Regions from separate parts of the Rattus norvegicus genome. Here region 1 is linked to region 2. The links are chromatin contacts, called in public Hi-C maps. All regions are on one chromosome and are shown on one strand. The core of a region is the stretch at or near the end of the contact, and the rest is flanking DNA. Distances in the headings are between cores, read along the strand shown. Region 1 overlaps Dock4 (dedicator of cytokinesis 4). Region 2 holds the start of Dock4 (dedicator of cytokinesis 4).

Evidence for each region. A called contact is a pair of places that touch in the nucleus more often than the background predicts.
Region 1: a Hi-C map of liver shows a contact between it and region 2, with 3 times the contacts expected there. The contact joins the enhancer-like site here to the promoter of Dock4 in region 2. A contact is called at or near these places in 3 of 12 Hi-C or Micro-C datasets (the Rat2 cell line and liver).

What each region holds. Positions count from the first base shown.
Region 1 is chr6:63,348,372-63,353,867 of GRCr8, reverse strand. The region is part of intron 1 of Dock4 (dedicator of cytokinesis 4); the gene reads right to left. Among named protein-coding and RNA genes, the nearest start is that of Dock4, 110 kb to the right of the region's middle. Within about 2 kb of position 3,042, at least 19 of the 93 cell types and tissues checked have an H3K27ac peak or open chromatin away from gene starts, as enhancers often do. A contact at or near this core is called in liver, where this site is marked.
Region 2 is chr6:63,238,876-63,244,172 of GRCr8, reverse strand. It overlaps Dock4 (dedicator of cytokinesis 4), which reads right to left and starts at 4,037. Exons shown (of 53, transcript NM_001427091.1): 1 at 3,731-4,037. The coding sequence starts at 3,767. Zfp277 (zinc finger protein 277) reads left to right here and starts at 4,342. Exons shown (of 12, transcript NM_001399663.1): 1 at 4,342-4,460. The coding sequence starts at 4,367.

The sequences.
Region 1 (5,496 bases), core at 1,793-4,292, 110 kb before region 2:
AAAGAAAACTGTGTAGACAATGTATTAACTTGGCTAGAAGTACAATTAAAAACAAACAAATAAAAACCAACCACTGAGCAAAATAACAATAAAAACCTAATCTAATTAAAAATGGGCAAATAACCAGAGGAGACGTTTCTCAACAGAGGATGCACAAATGATCAAAGTCTATGCAAAAATCACTCCGCTAATCACTGATCGTCCAGGAAATGAACATCCAACCCACACTGGGATACTGTCTCACCACAGGTAGAACGGCTCTGCTATATAAGACAATACAGCACTAGGCGTGGTGGTTGGTGCATGCTGTTGGTCACAGTTCTAGGGAGCCTAAGGGAGAAGAGAACTGTGTGTTTATACTATCTCAAAACAAAATAAAAAAATATATAATGAAGCCAATTAATGTTGCAAAGGATGCTAAGTAAAGGGGGCTCTCTTACACTATTTAGTGTAACCTCTGAGTATCTATGCAAAGGGAGGAAATCAGCCAGTCAAAGTGACATCTCATCTATATGGTTACTACTGCACTACTCATAATTGGCACCAACCTAGATGTATACTAATGAAATGAAAGATAAAAAAAATGTGTACTTGCGCACTCTCTCTCTGTCTCTCATACACACACACACACACACACACACACACACACACACACACACACATGCATACACACACGCACACGCACACAAATGCACTAGAATGGTACATAAAAATAAAGGTTTATCCACGCTGTATCCTCATCCGTATCAGTAGGGCTCTGGCAGAGCCTCTCAGGAGACATCCATATCAGGCTCCTGTCAGCAAGCACTTCTTAGCATCAGCAATAGGGATGGATCCCCAGGGGGGGCAGTCTTTCCTTCAGTCTCTGCTCCGCTCTTTGTCCCTATATTTCCTTTAGACAGGAGCAATTCTGGGATAAAATTTTGAGATGGGTGGGTGGCCCCATCTCCCAACCGGGCGCACTGCCTAACCTCTAGATGTGGTCTCTACAGGTTCTCACTCCCCTTTGTTGAACTTTTCAGCTAATCTCATCCCTGTTGGGTCCTGGAAGCCTCTTGCTTTCCTGGCATCTGGAAATTGCTAGTGGAAGTGACATGAACTTCAAGTCCCTAAAGAAAGAAATTGAAGAAGACCTCAGAAGGCTGAAAGGTCTCCCATGCTCATGGATTGGCAGGATTAATATAGTAAAAATGGCCACCTTGCCGAAAGCAATCTACAGATTCAATGTAATCCCCATCAAATTCCCACTCAAATCTTCATAAGAGTTAGAAAGAGCAATTTGGAAATTCATTTGGAATAACAAAAAAACTCAGGATAGCCAAAACTATTCTCAACAATAAAAGAACTTCTGGGAGAATCACCATCCCTGACCTCAAGCAGTATTACAGAACAATATTGATAAAAACTGTATGGTATTGGTACAGAGACAGGCAGGTAGATTAATGGAATAGAATTGAAGACCCAGAAATGAACCCACACCTATGGTCACTTGATCTTTGACAAAGGAGCTAAAACCATCCAGTGGAAAAAGGGGATTTTCAACAAATGGTGCTGTTTCAACTGGCAGTCAGCATGGAGAAGAATGCAAATTGATCCATTCTTATCATCCTGTACAAAGCTCAAGTCCAAGTGGATCGAGGACCTCTACTTAAAACCAGATACATTGAAACTAATAGAAGAGAAAGTGGAGAAAAGCCTCGAACACATGGGCACTGGGAAAAATTTCCTAAACAGAACACCAATGTCGATCAAGAATCGGCAAATGGGATTTCATAAAATTGCAAAGCTTCTGTAAGGCAAAGGACTCTGTCATTAGAACAAAACAGCCAACTAACAGATTGGGAAAAGATCTTTACCAATGCTACATCTGATAGAAGGCTAATATCCAATCTATATAAAGAACTCAAGAAGTTAGACTCCAGAAAACCAAATAATCCTATGAAAAAAAATGGTGTACAGAGCTAAACAAACTGGGGAGTCAGAAGCACAATTATTGCCAGGGGTTTCAGCCCAGCCTAGGCTACAGATATTGTCTCCAAATATAATAAAATAAAAACTTATAAATTATCTGTGTAAAGTATGTTATTCACACAGAAAGCAAAACAAAACAAAACCTACATGAACTAAACATCCAGTACAATGGCCATTATAAATTGTGCACTGAGCTTAGCAAGGTAGAATGTGAAGGTATAAAGCAGCCAGTCAGGAGGCTAACGAAGGACAATCAGAATCTAAAGCCAGATTGATCTGCAAAATGGAAATGATATATGCACCTATCATATCTCTTATGGCTACTGTGGGAAAGAAAACTAAAAAGAAACAGTATCCAAGAACAGAACAGAGAGAAAGAGCATTCAGGTCAACAGAAACTATAAATCCTTCTTTCTTATTTCCAAGATTCCTTGTCTTCACTTTTAATTTAACCAACTTGAAGGGTCTCCTGTTAGACCAATCCTTAAATTCATATCATTCTTGATTTAAATAAGTGTCTATGAGGAAAGCAGATGTTTGGACTAATTTTAAAAACACTATTTGTTTAAAAAAAAAAAAAGGATCAGTACTCTAACTTAACATTAGGGAAACACAAATCAATATACTTCCTGTAAAGTAAGTAAAATCAACAGAAACACATGATATCCAACTAAATATAGAGGTCAAGTGAAACCACCAGTAAGTATGTTTCCAATATTACATGGGACTTAGACTAAGAAACTGTTTCTGGCCTGAAATTAATTTGTAACTAGTATCAGACTTTCCTTTGCTAAATCTAGCAATTCTACCTTACAGAGCCAAACTCAACATCATGAAAAATGTTTTTCTATAAATAAATTGTTGAGCTTGTATTTCGTTTAGATTGTTTTCTTGTATTGATAGGGAAATGTCATAGCTATGCCAATTTTCGTTTAGACAACATTTCAGAAATTCTTCTTCTCTGACACATAATTTAGTCATGTCTCAATTTCCTGTGCCTGATGAAGTTGCTCAAGAGATCACATGCAGTTATGTACTTGTGGCAACGCGCAGGAACAGCATTTCCCATTTGGCCACGGGCACAGACCTTATGGCAGGCTTTTGTGTTCAGTGTCTGGTAGAAACGGATGACACAGCTCCTCTGTTCCGGAGAATCGTTGCACAACTGCTATATACTAATCTGGCAAGGAATCAGATCGTGTCATTTTTCTCAGCCTCTACAATCACAGTCACCATCACTAGAATACAATGAGCTGGCACTTGAGTGATGAAGGCAAAGTACTTCGCTGGTACAAAGATATATTCATGTCGTTAAAAATCGGTAGGGTGTAAGTATCAGAGCAAATGTAAGTATCAGCTCCAGTTGTTCAACATCATAAAGAAAGCAGCCTTAAGACGTGGATGACAGCAGATGTTCATCCTTAGTGTGTCCATCAAGAAGCTCACAGGCAACAGGCCATCACAGGAAGAAGGAACAGTGCACCAGGGGAAGACAAGTCTTGTGGACAACAGAAAGAAGTAGGGAGGCTGAAGAACTACACAGGAGGGAGTCGAGCTGCATCACAATAACTCAGTCTCCAGGAGACAAATCTGCTCAGAGTTAATCATAATGCACAATCAGAAAAACAAGTCATGCAAATATTCTGACCACTATAGAATCCTCCGAAGCTTCGGATTTTTCTTTCATTTGTCCTGTCTTCTCTCTCTCTCTCCTTCCTTCTTTCTTTTTTTCCCCCTCAATTCGGGGTCTTGCTACTGTATACTGCAGGTTGGCCTGGAATGCTCTACATTCTAGGCTTCAAATTGAGAGACCTGCCTGCCTCTGCCTCCTAAGTGCTGGGATTAAAGTTGTGAGCCTCGTGCCTGATCTACTTCAGATGTTTTATGGATGTCAGCAAGAATAAACTATTATTAACAGTTCCAGTCCCCAACACAATATTCCAAACACAGCTAATATTTAATAAATACTGCAGAGCTGTTTTCTTTAGGGGACTGAAAAGAAATTTGGCAATTAAATATGGGGCTCAATAATGAAAAAAATCTATTCAAAGATCATAGTCCACAATGTCAAGACTTAAGAGTTGGGGATGACAGAGCAATGGGACAATGCAAACTAACAAACATCACTCACATGCACCATGTCTGTGATAAATGACATTCCTGCTAATGGAAGCATGCTGAGTGATGTCTCAACGCCTAACAAAAACCTGGGAACACACACAAATAATAGTGGTGCCAGTGGGTAAAATACCAGCCACTGCTATGATCCATTTGAGGGTCTGAATGCCTGACACAGTAGGTAGAGATAGAGTAAGTATCCAGAGAGCCTGGGCAAGAAAGAAGGAGTGGTGGGGTTTCTGTGGTTCAATTAGACTTTTCATCCCCTAAGGCTTGGGGGAGAAAATAGGATTGGATAGCCCTAGACAGAATGGGATTTCCCATCAAATCAAGCAACATAATTGTTGCCTATCTCAAAATTATTTTTCCTTCCTGCATGTAATGCAGGGAAGGCATTATTAAATTAAAACCTTGACTAATGGAGATGAGGAGGCACTTATGGGCAGCGATGACCTCACTTTCTCCTCTCACATTACATTACATTACATTGCATCTTGTCTTATAGATTGCTAACTGAAAAAGGAAAAGGGAGAGAAAAACACTAACTACCACAGCACTTGACAAGACACATCATATCCAAAGCAACTACATGAATTCGGTATTCTTTTAGTTCAGCCGAAAAAATATGACATTTTTCTAAACATGGTAAAACCTGGTCTATGTAATTTAGTTAGAAATACATGTTGAATTAATATTACTGATTGTGGAACATATTAAAATAAAAAAGCACTTTATTGTTTTTGATTTATTGTAGAGATGGTCAAGTTAAAGAATACCAGGCCTGTGTTAAGACAGATTAAGCATACACGAAATTATACTTACCGTTAGTCATCTCCAAAATAAATGTTCTCACTTTATAATGTACTTTTTTCAGTGGGTTCATAACACTAATCTTATTAACAGGCCCTTCCTCCATCATCTACACTGAGGTAAATTTCAATGCCACTTAAGTGGAGTGATAATATATTAGGAATTATAGCATTTCTATTTACATGGCATTCCTATAGCTGAAAACTATTTCCTTTTATATGTGAAGGCAGCACCATCCTTCGGGCTTTCACATCTATCATTCTGTTTGTTTTATTTGCAAGCACCCGGAGAAGGGACAATTTCCTGCTGACAATTCTATGAGTTGCTTCTGAATGGAAAGTTAAGAATCTGAAATCTAGAATTTATAGTAAATTACATAAGTTGGTAATTGTGACAGAATGAATAAACCGCTAGAGTTTTGCCTTTACACATTAATTCCTTACATCCCAGAGTCAAGTCCCTGGCAATATAACTTTTCTATATTTTTCTGAAATAGAGAAAAATACAGAAAAAGGCTAGCAAGAATCTAAAATAGACAAGAGAAGAGCTTCACTCTACCGGAGAAAACCCAAAGTCATACATGGATCTTATATCTCC
Region 2 (5,297 bases), core at 2,788-5,287:
CTCTCTCTCTCTCTCTCTCTCTCTCTCTCTCTCTCTCTCTCTCTCCTTTTTTGTTCTGTTTTGTTTTGTAGTTCATACTCTCTGGCTAAGCTTAACCAGGCTCACTCAGATAAAACATCCACCCAGGTTTAAGAAGGCAGACCCTGAGGCTCTGAACATCTACTGCCTCTCCTGAGGTCGCTGTGCAGAAATGGTGAAGAGAAAAAGCACACCCAGTACCTATAACTTTCTTTCTTACTAATGCCTACCACGACATGAAGCACAAGAGCAGAGGAGGATACCCAGAGGGCACAGAGAGGTCTGATGGGCATTAATAAGTGAGCGTCACTGTCCATGGAGCTCCACCCAGAGAAACAGAATCAAAGAGATCAAGACGGAGAACAGCAAACACCTGGATTCTGGCAGCCTTCCACGGAGCATTCACTAACTTCCGATTTTAGTTTCAAACCCTGTGGGACAGGTCCCAACAAAAGCATCCACCTCTAGCCAGCACTTGATACTTTTTGATGAAGTTTCGTAACAAAGGATACATTTGGTTGCAAGAACTCTGCAGACTTAGTACTGGTAAAGACCTTGGGTAAGCACTTCCCCCAGAGACCAGGGCTCAGAAGGGTTAGATTACTCACTCCTGGGAACACAGTGGACAGCAGTGTGGAGATGAGAGCCAGAGTTAATTAGTTTTACCTAAGACAAATGTGCCATCATACGCTAGCTCTCATACTGGACCACCGAACCGAGTCCTCATCCTTGATCATTTTCCCCCCTTGGCAATACTGAGGATTGAGTCTACGGCCTCTTATTTACTAGGGAACTGCTTCCACTAAGCCTATTTCCAGTCATTTATGTAAGTATGCATGCATGCAGCTATGTATGTATGTATGTATGTATGTATGTATGTATGTATGTATGTATTTATACCAGGTTTTGCTAACTTGGTCATGCTAACCTATGGTTGACGCTGGAGCCCAAGCAAGTCTTAAACTTGTACCTTTGCTTCCTCAGTCTCCTAAAGTAGCTGAGGTTATAAGGAGATCTATGCCACCAAGTTCAGGTACTACTAGATTTTTTTTTTTAAAGGGAAGTTTCTTTATCCCTCAGCTCAGCACTAAAGCTTTACTAGTATACTTCCTGAGAATCACAGACAAAGTGTAGACTGTTTTATGTTCACTCATCAATTCATTACTAAAAATAATTTCCATGTGCCGGACTTGAATATATACTGACATACCTTACCAGTACAAAATTTAAATAATTTTACCCACGATTTTACTTTATATATAATCCTAAGTTATACAGTCATTTCTATGAAAGTCCATACGTAAGAGGCATCATTACGAAAATACACACTATAAACTGAAACTTTGGGTATTGTAAGGTATATACTTACTGCAAAGAACACGGAGATTGACTTCTATACCTGCTATATGAGCCAAACATAACTTATATTCTCTGAAATAATAGGAAACAATAACTCAGATCTGAAATTTTTTTTAAACACTTTGCAGTCTAAGCAGCTCCGGATACTGCTCACCATGGTGAGAAATGAAAGTCCATGCGTAAGTATCCTAGCAAAATTTTCACCACACACCCGCCTAACAGATGGGTTCTCAAAAACAACCAAGCATTCCGCAAGCCAAATGCTCAAAACTTAGTAATAAACAGTGATTAACATTCTTGAGTATGTGATACTGCATAAATGAGAACCTCGGCAACAATTTGGGGCAGAAGCTCACTTTGTGCTCTCACCTCTCATCTCACCTCCTACCTCCCTTTCCCAAACAGGCACACCCTCTCACCTCCCTACCCCACTCTGCATCCCAAGCCTTGGTGTCTGCAGCAAGCTCAAAACACTTGACTGATCATATCCGGTTGCCATTCCAGGAAATCCCAGAGTGGTTTTTAAGCCTCTGCCCACAGCTTGTAAAGAAAGGCGAGAGAGAAAAACTAATCGATATCAGCACCCAGCTGTGACCTGGCACATAAGGAAATCTAGAAAATAAATGTCATCCATAATCTGTATCATTTAACACTTGCAAGAAAACAACCCCTGGGATTGACTCTAAGCGGGACGGACAGTGTTGCCTGGGTGGATCTGAGGTTCCTGCACCAGGTGGCAAGACTGCCTAGGAGGCAATGCCCTCTGGTTCCTCATCCCTCAGACAAGGAAATGCCTTTTCCCTCGCAGGGGTTATCTGATCCCCAAAAAGGAGGAGAGAACGGAGAGGAAAACAAGCTCTATCTACAGCACTCTGGGAGAGCGAGCCCTTTGGCAAGGGCTCCCCTTAGACTTAGAAGCTGGAAACCCTTCTCAAAGGTGGGCACACGACAAACTATTGTCTTACTAACCAGTCACAGTCCAGGAAGGAAGCTCATGTAAAATATGACTTTGTTTAATCAGAGTCCCTTCAGTAGATAAAGTCCAATCCCTAGGCAAAGTAGGGGAGGTAAAATCTCCAGTGATTAGGATTCCTTTGAAAGGTTTTCCAGATTTTTTAAATTACAGGAGAATGAAGTCAGAACATAAATACGTCTCTGTATCATACAAATTACTAGGTCCGTCCACAATAAAAACAAGAATGCCAATCGGCAGGACGGGGCATTATAGGAAATGAAGATTGTCAGTAAAATCTATAATGCTTTCTTTCTGTTAGACCTTCTGGGAGGTTATAATTGCATTTGGCCAATTCGGGCTTGTCAGTGAGCCTGGCTTCTTAATAGTCTCAACCCTAAAAGGAGTGACTGTCAAAGGGGGGGGGGGGACTGGGGGGGATGGAGGGAACCCAGCTGAAATCAAACAACAAAAACGGGAACTGTAATCCTACCGAAAAGGGAGGAGGGAAGGGAAGGGAAGGGAAGGGAGCCTCCTGTATTCATCAGTCAACATTAATGTCCTTTGTTGTTCACCTTTGCACAGAACAGTGAATGCTATCCTGTTCTTTTTTTTCTCTCCCAAATCAGTGCCAGGGTAGTCCTCTCCTAAAGCTGCCTCCCAGAATTTAAGAACCAGGCTTTCTGACTCTCCCCTCCCTTGTCACTTTCCAGCCGGCCTCTATGACCCCCACTGCGCTCATCCCCTGGTAGAGAAGGTGGCCAGAAGTAAAAACGCTGCCCAAATCTAGGTTCCCCTCCAAGGACCAAAGAGCGCAGCAGCACAGATGTTGAAATTTACCACCCCCCCCTGCTCACAACACACACCCCAAACACCCGGGAGGCGAGGGAGAAAGGAGGCTGCGTCCCGACTCCCTCTGTCACAGGGGCTAGGGGTGCCACATTCTGCACTCTGGGAAAGCCGACCCCAACCGCAGGGACTTCGCGCCTCCCTACTGTTTGGGAGTATTCTAGCTGCGGGTTCCTAGTCTCCCTCATCACCCCGGGAAATCCTAGCAGCCCACTGCCAGCTCTCTGCCTCCGTGGGCCAGCAGGGGTAGAAGGGAGAGAAATCCTGTTGGCTTCCCCTTCTAACTTGACACGCAACACACCCCGCGGCCACTCCAAACTCTGCCAGCAGAGCCCGGAGTGGCTGTCCCGACGTTCCGGGATCGGGTTCGAGAAGCGCCGAGTGCGCAGTGAGGAGCGAAACCCTAGCGCGCGCCCCTCAGCCGGAGGCCGGTGTGGCCAAGCCTGGGACCCGCTGTGCAATGCCAAGACCTGGCATTTGCAGCCTGGCGCGGAGCGAGCTGCGTGGGGGCAAGGACCGGAGCGTGGTAAAAGTTCGCCCGCGAGCACTCACCCACGCCGTATTTCTCGTGCTCCGTAGGTATCCACATGGCTATAAAGGGCGCTGAGGGGCTCCGGGCTATGCAATCCCCGCGCCCCTCCAGTGGCTCACAACAATGCACGGCTCCCGAAGAGCAGCTGCGGCGCTGGAGCACAGCAGATCGCGCGGGCTGCGGCGCTGGGCAGGGGCTTCTCCCGGGGCTCCCGAGCGGACACTGACACTACACGGACGAGACGGAGCCGCCCGCTGCTCTGCCGGCCGCGGCTGCTCACAGCCCTGCGACGCGCTCTCGGGGACCCGGCGGCGCAGTCATTGTTCTGATTCACTGAACTAAGCGAACACGCCGGGGCACTCGCGGGCGCACCCCCGCCCGTCAGCGCCCATCCAGCGCTGCCTCCCCACTGCCTCGCGGCATGCCGGGAGTTGTAGTTCTTACTCTCCCGGGCCCGGAAGGGGGCGTGGCTACAGCGGTTGGGGGCGGGGCAACTAGTTAGGCTCATCACATTCGATTGGTCCAAAATGTGACGGCACAGCCCAGGCGTGTAGAAACTCTCTCAGTGGGTCGGCATGCGACCCCAGGCGCGTTTTTATTGGTTATCTCCCCGCTTCGCCCCGCCTGCGGCCCGCCCCTTTCAACTGGTTCAGGTAATGGCTGCTCCAGAGGCCCAGGGGCTTGGTGTGGACCCCCGGGAAGACCGGGTCCGCGGGGTCCGCGGCGGAATCGGGCACATCGATCATGAAGGTGAGTGCGCTGTCCCTTGGGTGCGTGTGATCTGTCTTTCTTTTTCTGTGCCCGGGGTGCAGCTGGCAGCCGCTCAGACCTTAGAAGCTGGTCAGCTAGGAGACCACCTTGGCAATGCCAGGCAAAAAGCCGCGGGCGGAACCCACAGAGATTGGGTGGGGCAGAGGGCGGTTGCCAAGCTGAAGCTGTTTTGGGTGGGACGAGAAAATGTGAAGAACTGCCTTCCCGGCCTCTGAGAAAGCTCCTTTTGCTTTGTTCCGGTTTGGAATTATGTGCTTTGCACTTGCCCACGAGTGGGTGTGGGTCAGGTCTGGGTCGCACGTGTGTGATTGTAATGCTGTGATTAGGCGCTATTTCCTGACTAGTATCCTCAGTTTGCTGAATTTGTTTTTGGGAAGGTGTTTTATGTAGTTTGGGGCGGGTTTCCAAGTTGGAGACTAGTCACGTCACTGTTCTCCAGTACTTGCGGGTTGCTCTTTGGAGTCCTCTCCAAAGGGAAAGGATGTGTGTATCTCAGGAATCATTTGACCCTGGAGCCTGGGAAATCTTACGTCCTAAGTCGTAAGAGAAAGAGGAAAAAGAGAATTAAATGCACTCCCGCCTTCACAGAATATTTAAAAGAGGGTTTTGAAACTCATCACAACTACTTTGTATCTACCTGATTTTGGTGTTTTCTTCAATTCCACTATAGAGATCAAAAATCAAACTTTCGTAGACTACCTTTCTTTTAGTCGAGCTCCACTCCCCACCCATTTTAAGTATATAATTTAGCACAGCAAGTTCTCTTATGTAAATGGATAGGATTTGGGGGTTAATTTGTGTCTCAGTCCTTGTTGA